Regions from separate parts of the Mus musculus genome. Here all the other regions are linked to region 1. A link is a contact called in public ChIA-PET and HiChIP or PLAC-seq data. All regions are on one chromosome and are shown on one strand. Each heading gives the region's core, a stretch centred on a gene start, on an enhancer-like site or on the middle of the called end of the contact. The rest is flanking DNA. Distances are from core to core; before and after follow the strand shown. Region 1 holds the start of Gars (glycyl-tRNA synthetase). Region 2 overlaps Mindy4 (MINDY lysine 48 deubiquitinase 4). Region 3 has its middle 51 kb from the start of Znrf2.

Region 1 (4,164 bases), core at 1,509-4,008:
CCTAGCACTAACAAGTCTATTTGGCATTGTTTCTGCTTTGTCTCATTTCCTAAACCTTACTCCCCAGATAATTACTTAATAGTCAGCTTGACATCTTAACTCAAGTCCTTATGCTTGTACAGAGACCACTTTATCCCTTGGACATCGAACCAGCTCTTAGTTCCTTCATTTTGTCTGCAGAGAGACATAATGCTTGTCTGCAAACTAACTCACATGTTTTGTGTTAGTTAACAGACTGTACTGAAGACAACAGAGGGGCTCTGGCTGGTGTCTACTGGAGCCCACTCGGTTCTTTTCAATACATTTCCATTTCTCCTCAAAGTGTTGGTAAGGAGAGAAGGCAGGACACAAGTAAGCCCTTGGAGCATCCCTGCAAGAAGGTTAAAGGGGTTGTCATCATGATGTCTACACAGAGAGGGTATGAGGAGGAATTGACAGCTTCCTAATTGTGTCACCAAATACTGTCATGGTTCCCTGAGTGGGAACAGACTCTGCTTTGGCACTGAGAGCACAGAATCCCAGTCGTGGTCTCCAGGGAGCTGTGGCAGCTGCGGTGACAAGAGAAGGATGCAGCAATTTGAAAAGTTTTTTTTTATTTTAATTTAACCCATAAGTGAATGAGACAGAACAATATAATAATATCAAGTTACCAGTTTACAAAAATCCAGATGGCTCTAAATTATTTTATGACAGAACAGAACTCATTAAAGTTGCCTGTACCTATGACTAACCTTTTCATTTTCAAACTTATGTAGGTTGTGGCCTAAGTTTTCCTATAGAGCAAGTTGCTATACCAGGCTGGTGTAGAGAGGCCTCCTTTGTTGTCCACATCTCCTTATCTCAGTCTCGAGTGGGTTTGGGTGTTAATCTTAGATGTTTACACTTTAGCTAGGACTGGCTAAAATTCCAAACTTCCAGCCAACAGTATTGGGAACCGAGATCCTTGGAAGTGGCAGCCAAAGCAATAAAGAGTATCTGGGACTAAGACTTTCACCACCAATTCCAAACCAGAGAGAAGAAATGAAGCACCCAGCTACTTACACCAAATTTACTCACTGAGTAAACCGTCTCCCAAGCCTAGGAAGCATTCTCCATTGCTAAGGGAAATTTGCAGGTCAGCAGCAATGGGCCAATTCCCTGGGACAAGGGGTCTGGTCTGTGCCTGGATTAGTCCATGGGTTCCCCACACTGCAAGCTGCTAAACCATGGGTAAAGGTCTGTCTGGACTTGTTCCTGGCTTGCTCAAACAGGCCCATATCATGCCAGTCACTGGGAAAATATGCATGAGACTGCCAAGCATGTAGCCATGAGAACGAATTTCGGACCTGACTCCTGGAGACTGGGGTTTGGAGTTATTTGTAGATAAAGAAGCAGGGTGGCCTGAGGTGTCAGAAAAGTGACTATAGGTGAAGACTAAGGACGCATCAGCGATCTTTGTCAGGACCCCTTCACTGGATCTATGTTTCTAAACAATGGTGGCAATAGCATGTTCTGAGTGTGAAATTTTAAGCCTCCAGATTTCAAAAGGTCACCCTTGGATATCTGTGCAGGCTGCAGGAAAGGGCCAGGAACTTAAACTGGTTTACACCTTCAAGTTCCTGAAAAACACCAAGATTGCCACAGCACCCCAGGTGTTATATCCAGTAAAGCTAATAAAAATACGCGTGATCCCTAAAATTGGCAGTAAAAGCAACTTGGAAGCAAATGAAGAGCGTCACAAACCTCCTCTTGCTTAACTTTTGTCTTGGGGATACTGGGTAAACTAGTAACTACCTTGTGTCTGGTTCTTCACCCTAAAAAACAGCATCAAAGATTTCTGGGAGTTGAGAACGTGTGGTCTCTCACTGCATGGAGTTGGGTTCTCTGAAAGAGGGCCTTGAGCCAGGTTCATTGCCCTCTAGACTGTCCACTGTGTAAAAAACCAGCTAACCAATCACAACAATAGCACAAGGATAATGATGGTCTTCTTGATATTTGTGAAACTGGAAGGTGGTATCTCCCGGTTGGGCCCATCATCTGGCTGACTGGCTGTGAGGTGTCCACAAGTTTGGGAGCATCCAACCTATATAACTTCTGCAAGAGCTTTGAGGCTAGAGTTCCCCTGACTGCTCCATGAGGTGGTTATCCAAGTAAAATCACTTTTCCTTTGCCTCTACACCTTGTCTTTCAAATTAACTGGCATGCCCTGAGAAGAACAGCAACTCTGATTCCTATAAATAGTCCGAGGAACATTGGGTCTTGAGCAATATTTTTGTTTTTGCTGTTGTTGTTTGTTTGTTTCTTAAAGACAGAGGCTCACTGTGTATTTTAGGCTGGTCTTGAACTCACGATCCTCCTACCTCGTCTTCCCAAGTGCTGGGATTACGGATGTGCATCACCATGACCCACTAGAGTTATAGTAACTCTAGGTTCCGATTTTATGTGACTTTATATACTCTTCTAAACAATGGGCTGAGGAAGAAGCAGAAGTATGGGTGTTCCAGTGGGGCGATTCGAGCGTCTGGGACAACAGAGAAGCCCACGATCTAAAGGTGCTCGGGCATCTAGGTTAGGACTGCACTCTCAGAAGCCATGTCCTTCTGTGCATTTGTCTGGAGCGTCCTCTTCACACATTTTTGAGCAAGTTGGTGCCCTTCCGGGTTCTCTGCCGAATCTGCGGTTGCAGACGCGGCGGCTGCGCGCGCCTGCGGGAAGTGCGGCTGCGCGCGCCTGCGGCCTGGCTGCGCTATTTCATCATGCACCGGGCGGGCCGCGCGCCGCTTCCGTAGCCGCCCTGCGCACCGCCTAGGCGGCGTGCTCATGCCCTGTCTGCTCCCCTCGCTGCTCAGAGCCACCCGCGCCGCGCTGCCGCTCCTGTCGCCGCCCCGAGTGGTCGCAGCGTCCGCGTCTCAGCGGCTCCTCAGCGCTCCCGCGCAGCCCGCCGCCTCCCGGAGCAGCATGGACAGCGCGGAGGAGCTGCTGGCCCCACTGCGGCTAGCCGTGCGCCAGCAGGTACCGACCCTCGCCCGCAGCCGCGCGCCGCACCCCGCTCCTGTCCGTCCTTCCCCTGTCCCCGCGCTGCGTCGGCATCCGTGATCCTTGGGCCTCGTGCCCTCTCTGCGTACCCCGAATCCAGCCGTAGGCTTCGCCTCCCTCTTTGAGCGCCCCGATGGCTCGGCTCAGCGGCAAGCTGATGCTGCGCGCTTCTTTTCTTTAGTCTTGGGGATGCTTTGGGAAGCGTTCCCTTCTCTTTATCTTCCTTGCTTCAGTGTTTAGCCTGAGGACTGGCTCACGGTCGAAACGTGGCTATGGGGAGGTGTCGACCCCCCACCCCCCTCCAATACTGATGCGAATTCATGATCCCTCTCCTGTCATCTTTCTGCCTTCTGAAGAGAGTGTCTGGAACCAGCGAGCTTTCGGATCAAGCTGGAAATTGTAGATGGACTGACCGAGCCACTCAGTGAAGTCATCCATTCTTAGGGTGGAACACCTGAAAATGTCATTTTGCGGAAGGGAAGGGAGGTTTCTTAGCTGGAGAATCTGGGGATTTAATGCAGATCTCCTTTTTTTACTGTAGCACTGAGTGGTGGTGATCAGACTTAAGAGGGAAAGGAGAAAAGTATTTGGAATGATACCCACACCCAGTGAGAGCCAGAGCTTACAGTAGGGCCCGGCATCCATGACCTACTAGCTGTAAACACCGGTCGGGTTGCGCCTGCTCTGGCGCCTGATGCAATCGTTTGTCTAGCTAAGGAGGGTGGAATCCTGTCTTAAGGATAATTCATTGGAGCTGAGGTGCTGCAGCTTCGAGGAATTCTGCCACTTTGCTCCAGTTTGAGCCCGACTCAGTTAATAGGCTTTCATTTTGATTTTCACTATGGGCTTTATTTTTTCTTTTTTTAATTGTATGTTCTGTACATTCAGTCTCCATCCACCTTCCACTCCCCACATAAATGTATGTGTGACTCCTTTGTTGTTTTGTTGTGACCTAACTCCTTCCTTTGGAACAATACATCTAATTTTGGGGGAAAAAAAAAAGCACACACTGCAAACCCCTCCCTCTGCCACGTTAGCCTGGAACTGCAGTACATAGTATTCCTCTGTAGTAAGACTGAATGTAGTTAACTTCAGGACGCATTGATCATGGAGAGCCTTCCTGTACAGCTTGTGTGACCTTCATGTCCT
Region 2 (3,893 bases), core at 1,352-3,851, 280 kb after region 1:
TTTTGCTACAGATTTTCAAACAGCTCAAAGGAACTTGGGAAAGTAGCCTCTGAGGTCACTGTGGGGACCTGCTGGCAGGGTCTTGGCTATGGGGGTGAGGTTATGGGGCAAACCCTGCTGCTTGCAGGGCACACATGGTGCCATAGTCCATACTTAGGTCACTGCCAAACTCAGAGTCAGATTTCACATACCTGGTAAGATGCAGCTGAACTGTAAGCCTCCTGTCCGTGTACGAGGAGAGTGGCTAGCTGGAGACCTGGTGAGTGGAGTTTCCTTCTCAACGTGCCAAGGCTCATGGAAGTTCTGTCTTGATTCTTTAGAAGAAACAGCTGGATGGGAATTCGTTCTCACTCTCAGAGAGTTCAACCAAATGGAAATCAACTTCAGAATCAGCCATGATCCATCCAGGGGAAGATGACCTCTTATCCTTAAGCCGAGCCTTCCTGCTCTGCAGGAATCATGACCCACCCTATAGGATGTGCCAACTCTATACCTGGCCATCTGGCAATATGCTTAGTCCATAGAGGCGTGCCCAGCACCCCATCCCCCAATCTAACCTTTCTTTCATAGATGGGGAGGTGAAGGTTTTGTGCATAGCAGTCTGCCAAGTCATTTTGGATCACCAGCAGCTTGAACCCTCACTGTCCCAGCCGGGTGGTAGGTCACTGAGCGGACAGTGTGACTTCCTGCCACCTGGCTCTGTTGTCACGGAGGTGTTGCACAGGCCCAGACTCTGGGTTTTGCTTTCAGAGAACATCATCCTGATTAGAACCATCGCTAGGTCCTTTCGCTGTCCCTGTCCTTTAGTATGATGCACATCTCAGCCCCACAGAGGCTCATTACCTTTGCTGTGTCAGGAATGTGGGCTCCATCTATTGCCCCTCCCCGTTGTTCTGAAACGACATCAGCAGAACCAGACTCTTTGAGGGTCACTTCCAACAGCACGCGCTGACCTCTCCCAGGCTTCCATCCTCACTGGAGTGAGAGAAAAATGAAACACTTGTCAGCAGGCCAGAGAGCAGAGGAAAGAGCCCATAACCGGGCCTGGGGCTAGGGTGCAGATGTTTCTGTTTGGAGACTCAGACAAGAAATGCAAAGTAGTTCCAGACTGGGTCAGTGTCTCTGAGGCCTGGAGTGTTCACCCCCACAGGGATGCTCTACCCATCCAAGTACCCCCTTCCCTGCTGATGCCCTGGCCTGGAATCCCACTGTTTATGTCGGGCACACCCTTCTGATGTGCTGCGGTCCACATATCCCACTTTGCCCCGGCTTGTCTCATCGTATGGGTTGTCCTCCTGAACTCACTTCTGCCCAGCTGTCAGCCAACACAGAAGAACACAGAAGCACAGGTGTACTCCTGACCTTTACCATGGGCTCTGAACATGCAGGGGAAGGTGGGCAGGAGAAGGAGCCAATGAGCAAGGTGGGGGGGGGGCTGGAGGTGAGTACTGGACAGTGTGTTGAGTTGTGTAAAGAGTGCATATTCAAAGACCCAGATTTCCCTGCTGAAGATTGGGAGGGGAGTGGGCTTCAGAGCAGGCCTATGAGGGGAGAGCTGGGGTGAACGAGTGTCCCCAAACCTTAGAACTCTGGGCAACAGGTACTATCAGCCTTCCTGAGTCTACCATAAGTGCTGAGAGCCACCTCCAAACCAGATCTCTTCTGTAAGCAGCCTGAATCTGAGCCTAGAGAAGGTTGGGTGGGCCAGGAGGAGGACTGGTCAAGGGCACAGGTGGCAGGCAGCATGCTGGGCTAGCTCTAGAGCCACCTCTGATTTGAAATGGCCCCAGTGCAGAGACAGAAACTTGCATACAAGCTGTTTGTCTGGAAAATCAAGATTAGCAAATGGATCCCTGGGTGTGTCTGAAGCAGTTTGGAGCGTTATAACAGGCCTGCCTTCTTTTTCTGCTGTCATTGGCCCCATGTGGTATTCTCTCCTTTATGAAGTACATCAGGTCTAGCAGTGGTCTGATAAGTTCAGGCTGGAGCTGACTGTGCTATAGTTATTGACCCGAGGCTGGGGGAATGGGTATCTTCATGCCGTGGCCTTCTCGGTGATATTGCTATTGACTTTTGAGCTCAAAGCTCAACTATTAAGTTGGCGGTCCTTGGTGAAGTGATTTTACACCTTTGGGATTATTTGGTAGTCTTGAAATACTTTCAGCAATTATAGTCAGGGAGAGGGCGCAAAATGTCCTAGAGTGAACAGAACACCTCACTCCAGAATTATCCAGTGGCAAGGTAGTTTGAAGTGTACCATGGGTCTGCCTCCTGAGTTACTGCAGATGCCAGCATGGACTGCTGACTCCTGCTGTATATTCAAGCACCTGTCCATCTCACCCGCTCACTCCCCAATTCTCCATCTCACCCGTTCGTTCACTCCCCTGCAGTCCCTCATTGCTGCTGCAGTACTGTAAAAGCTCTTCTTACTTTAGACCATTCAGATCAACTGTCATGCTCACCCTTCCAGCATTTCACATGGCCCTGATTTCCCATTCCATAGCAAAGCGCTTCTCTCCACTGCCTTTGCACCTGTGGGCCAGGATGCGGGGGCTAGATGCCTTGTGAATGGCTTCAAAACCAAACACAGACCTAGCAGCCTGCCAGTGAGGCTCCGTGACTGTCGGGATACAGATGTTGTTTAGTGGTGTGTGAATATGACTCACCCTGTACTGAAGCCAAACCCCAGTTTGTGTGCCGGGAGCCTCTGGAAGAGCCTAAGCTTGCCTGCAAGCGGGGACGGTGGAGTCCAAGGGTTGAGAGGCTACGAAGAGGGTGCTTGTGTAGTCCCTGGGGACCAGGCTGAGGGTGGATCTGTTTCTCTCCTTTGTGCCCCCTTTCATCACCATTTGGGGATCTCAAACACTGAGCCATCTAAGATGTGTTCTCGTTAACCAAGACATTGATGCTTATATATAAATCTTACCAGAATAAAAAAGGGTTATTTAATGGTGCACCTCAAAACAGCAAAGATGAATAGGAAAAGATAATTACAAATTTCAAAAAAATTACATTATTACAGATACTGAATCACGACTAACTCAGTAGCTGCAATAGGTCAGCCCTACCTTTCAGAACCTGGGCTCAGCACCTCTCCACCTATAGCTGTTCAGGGTACCAGTCAGAGCAGGGTCTGTTTCCCCTGCTGAGACCTATGCTGTCTCCCCTGGAACTTCATGAGATTCCCCCCAAATCTTACCAACAGAAGACTCCTCACATAATAATTAACTTCTCAAGTTACGTCAAGTTACCTAGCCATATGGTGACCATGTCTACCATTCAGTGAAGGCAAATGCAATGGCTGTGCTGTGTTCCATCAAAGTGGATGCCTTCTATCTATGTGACCATACCTGATAGAGTCCCCTGGATCTACCTGATGAGCTAGAAGCTGGGGAAGGGGTCTCGGGCAACAGAGATCACTGAATCTAGTAGATCAAGATTAACCCTTGGGATTCCACACTAACGATCAGGAAGGAGCTTGGGCAGTGATGATTGCATTGGTGTTCAAGTCCCAGCACGGGCTAGGCTGGAAAATGGATTTTACGAAGGTGATTCTTTCAGCATTGGCTTTCAAAAGGTCTCCTTTTGAATTGTTTCTGAGTACTGTGACCAAAATATAACCAAATGCCTCTCCTGCAGGAAGCCAAGGGTTGACTGCCAAAAAGCTGCATGTCCCTATAGGGGTGAGATCTTTCAACATTGCTGGGTAGCATTGCTGGGTGCCATCAAATGACACCAAAGAGAACACAGAATTTTGGGAACATTTCCTCAAATTAACATTTATGCCTATGCTGGCTTTCCCCATATGCCTAGTCTTTTACGCAGATTAGTTTTTACAAAAATTTCAGAAACCCAGCTTTCCTGGAACACTGACTAGGGTATACATTAGGGCA
Region 3 (4,102 bases), core at 1,084-3,583, 270 kb before region 1:
TTGTGGGAACCTGGGGGAGCCCCTGGCTATATAGATGACGTACAGGTCATTTAGACTACTACCACCTCCAGGCTTGGTTGTGGGAACTTGATCTGGCCCAGCCCAACAGGTAATGCAGATCACCAGGCTGATAGTCAGCTCCAATTCCCAGCCTTCTGGATGGAAAAACAGGTTATATGTCCCTTCCTCCTTTCACCCATGGTGGTATTATTTTTAGCTAGATGCATGACCATTCAAGCTAGAGACTTCATTTCCCAATTCTGTTGCTGCTAGTGTGACCCTAAGACTCTGTTCCAGCTAAAGAGTGTGGATACAGCGGATGCACCTACAGGCTTTTATCTGACCAGGGAGATGTATGCCCTCCACAGGTAGTTCCCTTTTCCAGTAGTGGAATGAGGAGGTAGGAAGAGATATCTGGTGCTATATAAACAAATGGAACACATAGTGGTATTGGAACAACAAGATAGAAAGGAACCGTGTCACTGACAGTGTCACCAAACTGAGCCAACATCCCAACTGTGCTGCATGCATGACAGTTGGATGTTTTGATGCTACCATTCTTTTTTTTTCTAAAATAATGGCTACTCTGACATCATCTCTCCTCAACTCATGTAGGAAAAAGAAAGAAGGGAGTGATTTACAGAAAGAAATGCTACTGATGTGGCATAGAAGATGAGGATGTAAAGCCTACTTCTTGGTTATGCAACAAGCAATCCCCTTGTGACCCTAATGCTAGCATGTTCAAAGGAAAACTAGACCAGAGACTCAATTCTAAGAGTGGACCCAAGATGAAAGGTTAAGGACAGTGGACCTTGTCAAGTTCAGCTCTAGGGTGGATCACACCTCAGGTAGATTGCTTGCCCACCACTCATTAGGCCCTGGGTTTGCTCCCTAGGAAGGAAGGAAGGAAGGAAGGAAGGAAGGAAGGAAGGAAGGAAGGAAGGAAGGAGAAAAAGGTTAGATATGAAGAAAGCAAAAAGAAAGCAGCACAGAGTTAAGAATCTATCCTAACAGCAATTGCTTCTATTCTCCGTTTGTTTCACTTACTAATGATCACACAACAAACCACACTAAAACTTAGTGACATAAACTATAATGGTTGATTCCCTGGGATCTGTGGGCTGCCAGAACAGTTCTTGGGCTTAATTCTTGGTGTTAACTGAAGCAGCAAGATGCCAGTCGATCCAAATAGCTAGCCATGGGTGCTGCCACTGCCCAAAGCTCATCTGGGGCTATTAGTTAGGGGCCTGAGTCCTCACCCAGTCTTCTCCATTTATTTGTCTGTCTGGGCTTCCTCATGGCATGGCAGTGAGGTTCTGAGAGGAAACAATCCAACACACAAGCAGACACTGTTAGCATGGGCTGCGTTGTCACTCTGAGGAGATAGAGTTCTGGGTTCCATTCCCAGCACTGGAAAAAAAGAAAGGAAAAAGAAAGAAAAGTAGAAAATGGAAGGGGTAGGAAGAGAGAGAGAGAGTGAGGAGGTACTTGTGTGCTTTCTAAGGCTTAGGTCTGAAATGGTATAAAATGAAACTCATCACATTCTGTCACTGTAAGTCTATGAATTCCTGTGCAAGACAACTGGGGTCCAGATAACATCTATCAAACAAATGTGACCACGAGAGGCAGGTGAGAGCTGAAGAAGGAGGAAGTGTGTGTAGAGGATAGAAGGTAAGGTATAGGAGCGTTTTTATCTTGATTGTAGTGATGGTGTCTGGGGTCTACACATACACACACATACACATTATACATTAAACTTGTCAAACTGAATGTTTGAATTTGCAGAATTATTGTGTACCAGTTATATTTTAGTATAGCTATTTGGAAAGTGAACGTGATCTACTGCAGAATAAGACATTCCAATAAGATAATGTCTGGGTGTGTGGTGGGGTGGTAGAATAATCTGTGGCGATACATTACTAGGGATACTGCAAACAGCTATAAAATAGTATCAAGAAACGTGTTTGGTGTCTGAGCAGAGGAAAACTGTAGATATGTAATTCTGAGTATGCTGAAATTTTTGTTCAAATATGGGAGTTAGACAGAGCTAGGGAAAAAATATCCCAAGTGAGGGGCTGGAGAGATGACTCAGTGGTGAAGAGCACTGACTGTTCTTCCAGAGGACCTAGGCTCAATTCCCAGCACCCACATGGTAGCTCACACCTGTCTGTAACTCATTCCCAAGGACCCAACAGCTTCACAAAGACATGCACTTGGTGATATGAACTTCAGCACAAGAAACTCCATTTTGATGCTTTTCCTTGTGTGTTGGGTCTGAATGTAGGAACTTAGTCTAGATCACAGACCTCGATGTTGCTTGAGAGGATAAGAGGGCAGGAAGCTGCAAAAAAGGTACCTCCCATGTTTAACATAGTCTCTCACATGTGGGTAGGAAGCCACAGAAAGAACAACAAAATAGTTTTATTTGTCTTTATGAGATCTGGAAGGTGGTAGCAGATTGCCCTGGCCTCTATTTGCTTAACTCCATCAGAGCACTGGAAGTCTTACAAGGAAAGATTCTAGAAAACAGAATATTGCTGGATCCTGCCCTTGCTGGGCCAGTGGCAGGAGCTGAAATCCTATGACTAACCGACTTGAAGCGCTCACTGTTCGTTTTTTTTATGTGCCTTCTCAAGGCCTGTCCCCGAAAGTAGGTGGAACAGTTTGACCAGCTGCTGGAGGTACCAATGTGACTAGCAGCATGTAAATATCTCTTGTCTAGATGTCTTCTTTTCACAGCATCCTGAATCTTAGCTTTTGCTATGTGATCCTTAGATTTGCTTGCAAAATAAAAATTTTGGCATTCTTTTCAACTAAGTCTGAAATAACCTCTCCTTTCCCCTCCTCTGTGGAGGGAGAAGAAAACAGTAGTAGAGAAAATCCTAAAGAGCCTGCAGGGTGGGGTGGGGCGGGGCGGGGGGGGGGGGGGGAGATCATTCTTGTCTCTAAGGAGATCCCAATCAGAGGTATTTGGTTCACTTGGCTATATAAGGAGCTGAAAGAAGATAAGGAAAGGATGTCCAGATAACTAAAATGTTTCAACTCTGCAGTGTTTCCTTGGGTGGATCTCATCTTCTTGTCTTCACCTCTTCAGTGATCACAGCCAGGTCTCGGAGGTTGAACTGCGGGTGGACTGCTCAGAGTGAAGGAGGCTGTTGTAAGAGCAGCTACCTGGGCAGAACCAGTCTTTCCCCTTCTCTCCTTTGGCTGGCGAGCCACGGTAGCAACAACAGCAGTGACCGAGCATTGGGTGTTTCTAAAATCCTTTCCTGTTACTTTCATTGATTGTGACAGTGGATGGCCTGGGTCATGCCTTCATCCCCAGCCATTGGTTGTCATTGCCAATGGGAGATGAATCTCACAAGCTGGAGCTGGCGCCCCCCCCCCCCCCCCAGGTTTCCCAATGAATTGTCCATGTAAACACATGCACCAGGCTTCAAGTCCGGTGAAATCTTAGGGCTGTCAGGAACTCTGCTACAGCTAAATTGCATTTCTGTTTGTTTTCCAGGAAGCCAGAGGAACTTGACTTCTAACTGGCCTTGTTAGAGTTACAGCAGCAGCTCGGGATGGAGGGAGGATGGGCACTCTCTTATCCAACTGCATGATCTGTGATTCACTGACCCGGAGACTGCACTCCAAATCAGAAAATTCAGGAACTCAGTTTTGGGAAGGGCTCAGCCTCCCTGGAGGCAAATAGGCCAGAGAGTCTGATTACAGCTTCATCATCCCAAGCCCTGACAGCTCCCCTCCGCAGGAATGTGGTGTGACACTAGAAAACAATACAAACTTCTTTACTTCTAGTGTATGGATGTCATATTGAAGGGTGGGAGAGCCATGCCTCTGTATTTAGAGAGTCAGGAAGGTGTTAGGATGTATAGAACATGACTTTGGCTGTCAGGACTCATCTCCTGATAAGTTATAAGATGCCTACTGACAACTTACTGTTAAGTTTTAAACCCAGGACTAGCAGTTTGAGATGCCTACAGAACATACCAAAGCAGACCTGGCCTCCAGGTTCTCCCAGCATCCCTCAGTCCCTACCTGTTACAGAGTTTGGCTGGCACACCCCCACTTCTACCCTGAACTCTCCAGCCCAGGGGCT

The links. ChIA-PET counts read pairs in DNA pulled down with a chosen protein or histone mark. HiChIP or PLAC-seq counts read pairs in DNA pulled down with a chosen protein or histone mark.
Region 2: a contact with region 1 is called in a FOXA1 HiChIP or PLAC-seq map of pancreatic cancer cells. The contact joins the enhancer-like site here to the promoter of Gars in region 1. A contact is called at or near these places in 3 of 39 promoter capture datasets (the C10 cell line, hematopoietic stem and progenitor cells and pre-B cells) and 2 of 115 datasets of contacts at active chromatin or transcription factors (extraembryonic endoderm stem cells and pancreatic cancer cells).
Region 3: a contact with region 1 is called in an RNA polymerase II ChIA-PET map of memory CD8 T cells, with 6 read pairs. The contact joins the enhancer-like site here to the promoter of Gars in region 1. A contact is called at or near these places in 1 of 39 promoter capture datasets (neural stem cells), 1 of 15 datasets of contacts at CTCF or cohesin (the NIH/3T3 cell line), 8 of 115 datasets of contacts at active chromatin or transcription factors (the 230-238 cell line, bone marrow-derived macrophages, embryonic stem cells and 5 more) and 1 of 9 other capture datasets (liver).

Annotation. Positions count from the first base shown.
Region 1 is chr6:55,035,243-55,039,406 of GRCm38.p6, forward strand. Gars (glycyl-tRNA synthetase) reads left to right here and starts at 2,759. Exons shown (of 17, transcript NM_180678.3): 1 at 2,759-2,991. The coding sequence starts at 2,800.
Region 2 is chr6:55,312,215-55,316,107 of GRCm38.p6, forward strand. All of the region lies in intron 17 of Mindy4 (MINDY lysine 48 deubiquitinase 4), which reads left to right. Among named protein-coding and RNA genes, the nearest start is that of Gm38819, 14 kb to the right of the region's middle. Within about 2 kb of position 2,602, at least 29 of the 459 cell types and tissues checked have an H3K27ac peak or open chromatin away from gene starts, as enhancers often do. A contact at or near this core is called in pancreatic cancer cells, where this site is marked.
Region 3 is chr6:54,764,303-54,768,404 of GRCm38.p6, forward strand. No RefSeq gene overlaps it. Among named protein-coding and RNA genes, the nearest start is that of Znrf2, 51 kb to the right of the region's middle. Within about 2 kb of position 2,334, at least 50 of the 459 cell types and tissues checked have an H3K27ac peak or open chromatin away from gene starts, as enhancers often do. A contact at or near this core is called in memory CD8 T cells, where this site is marked.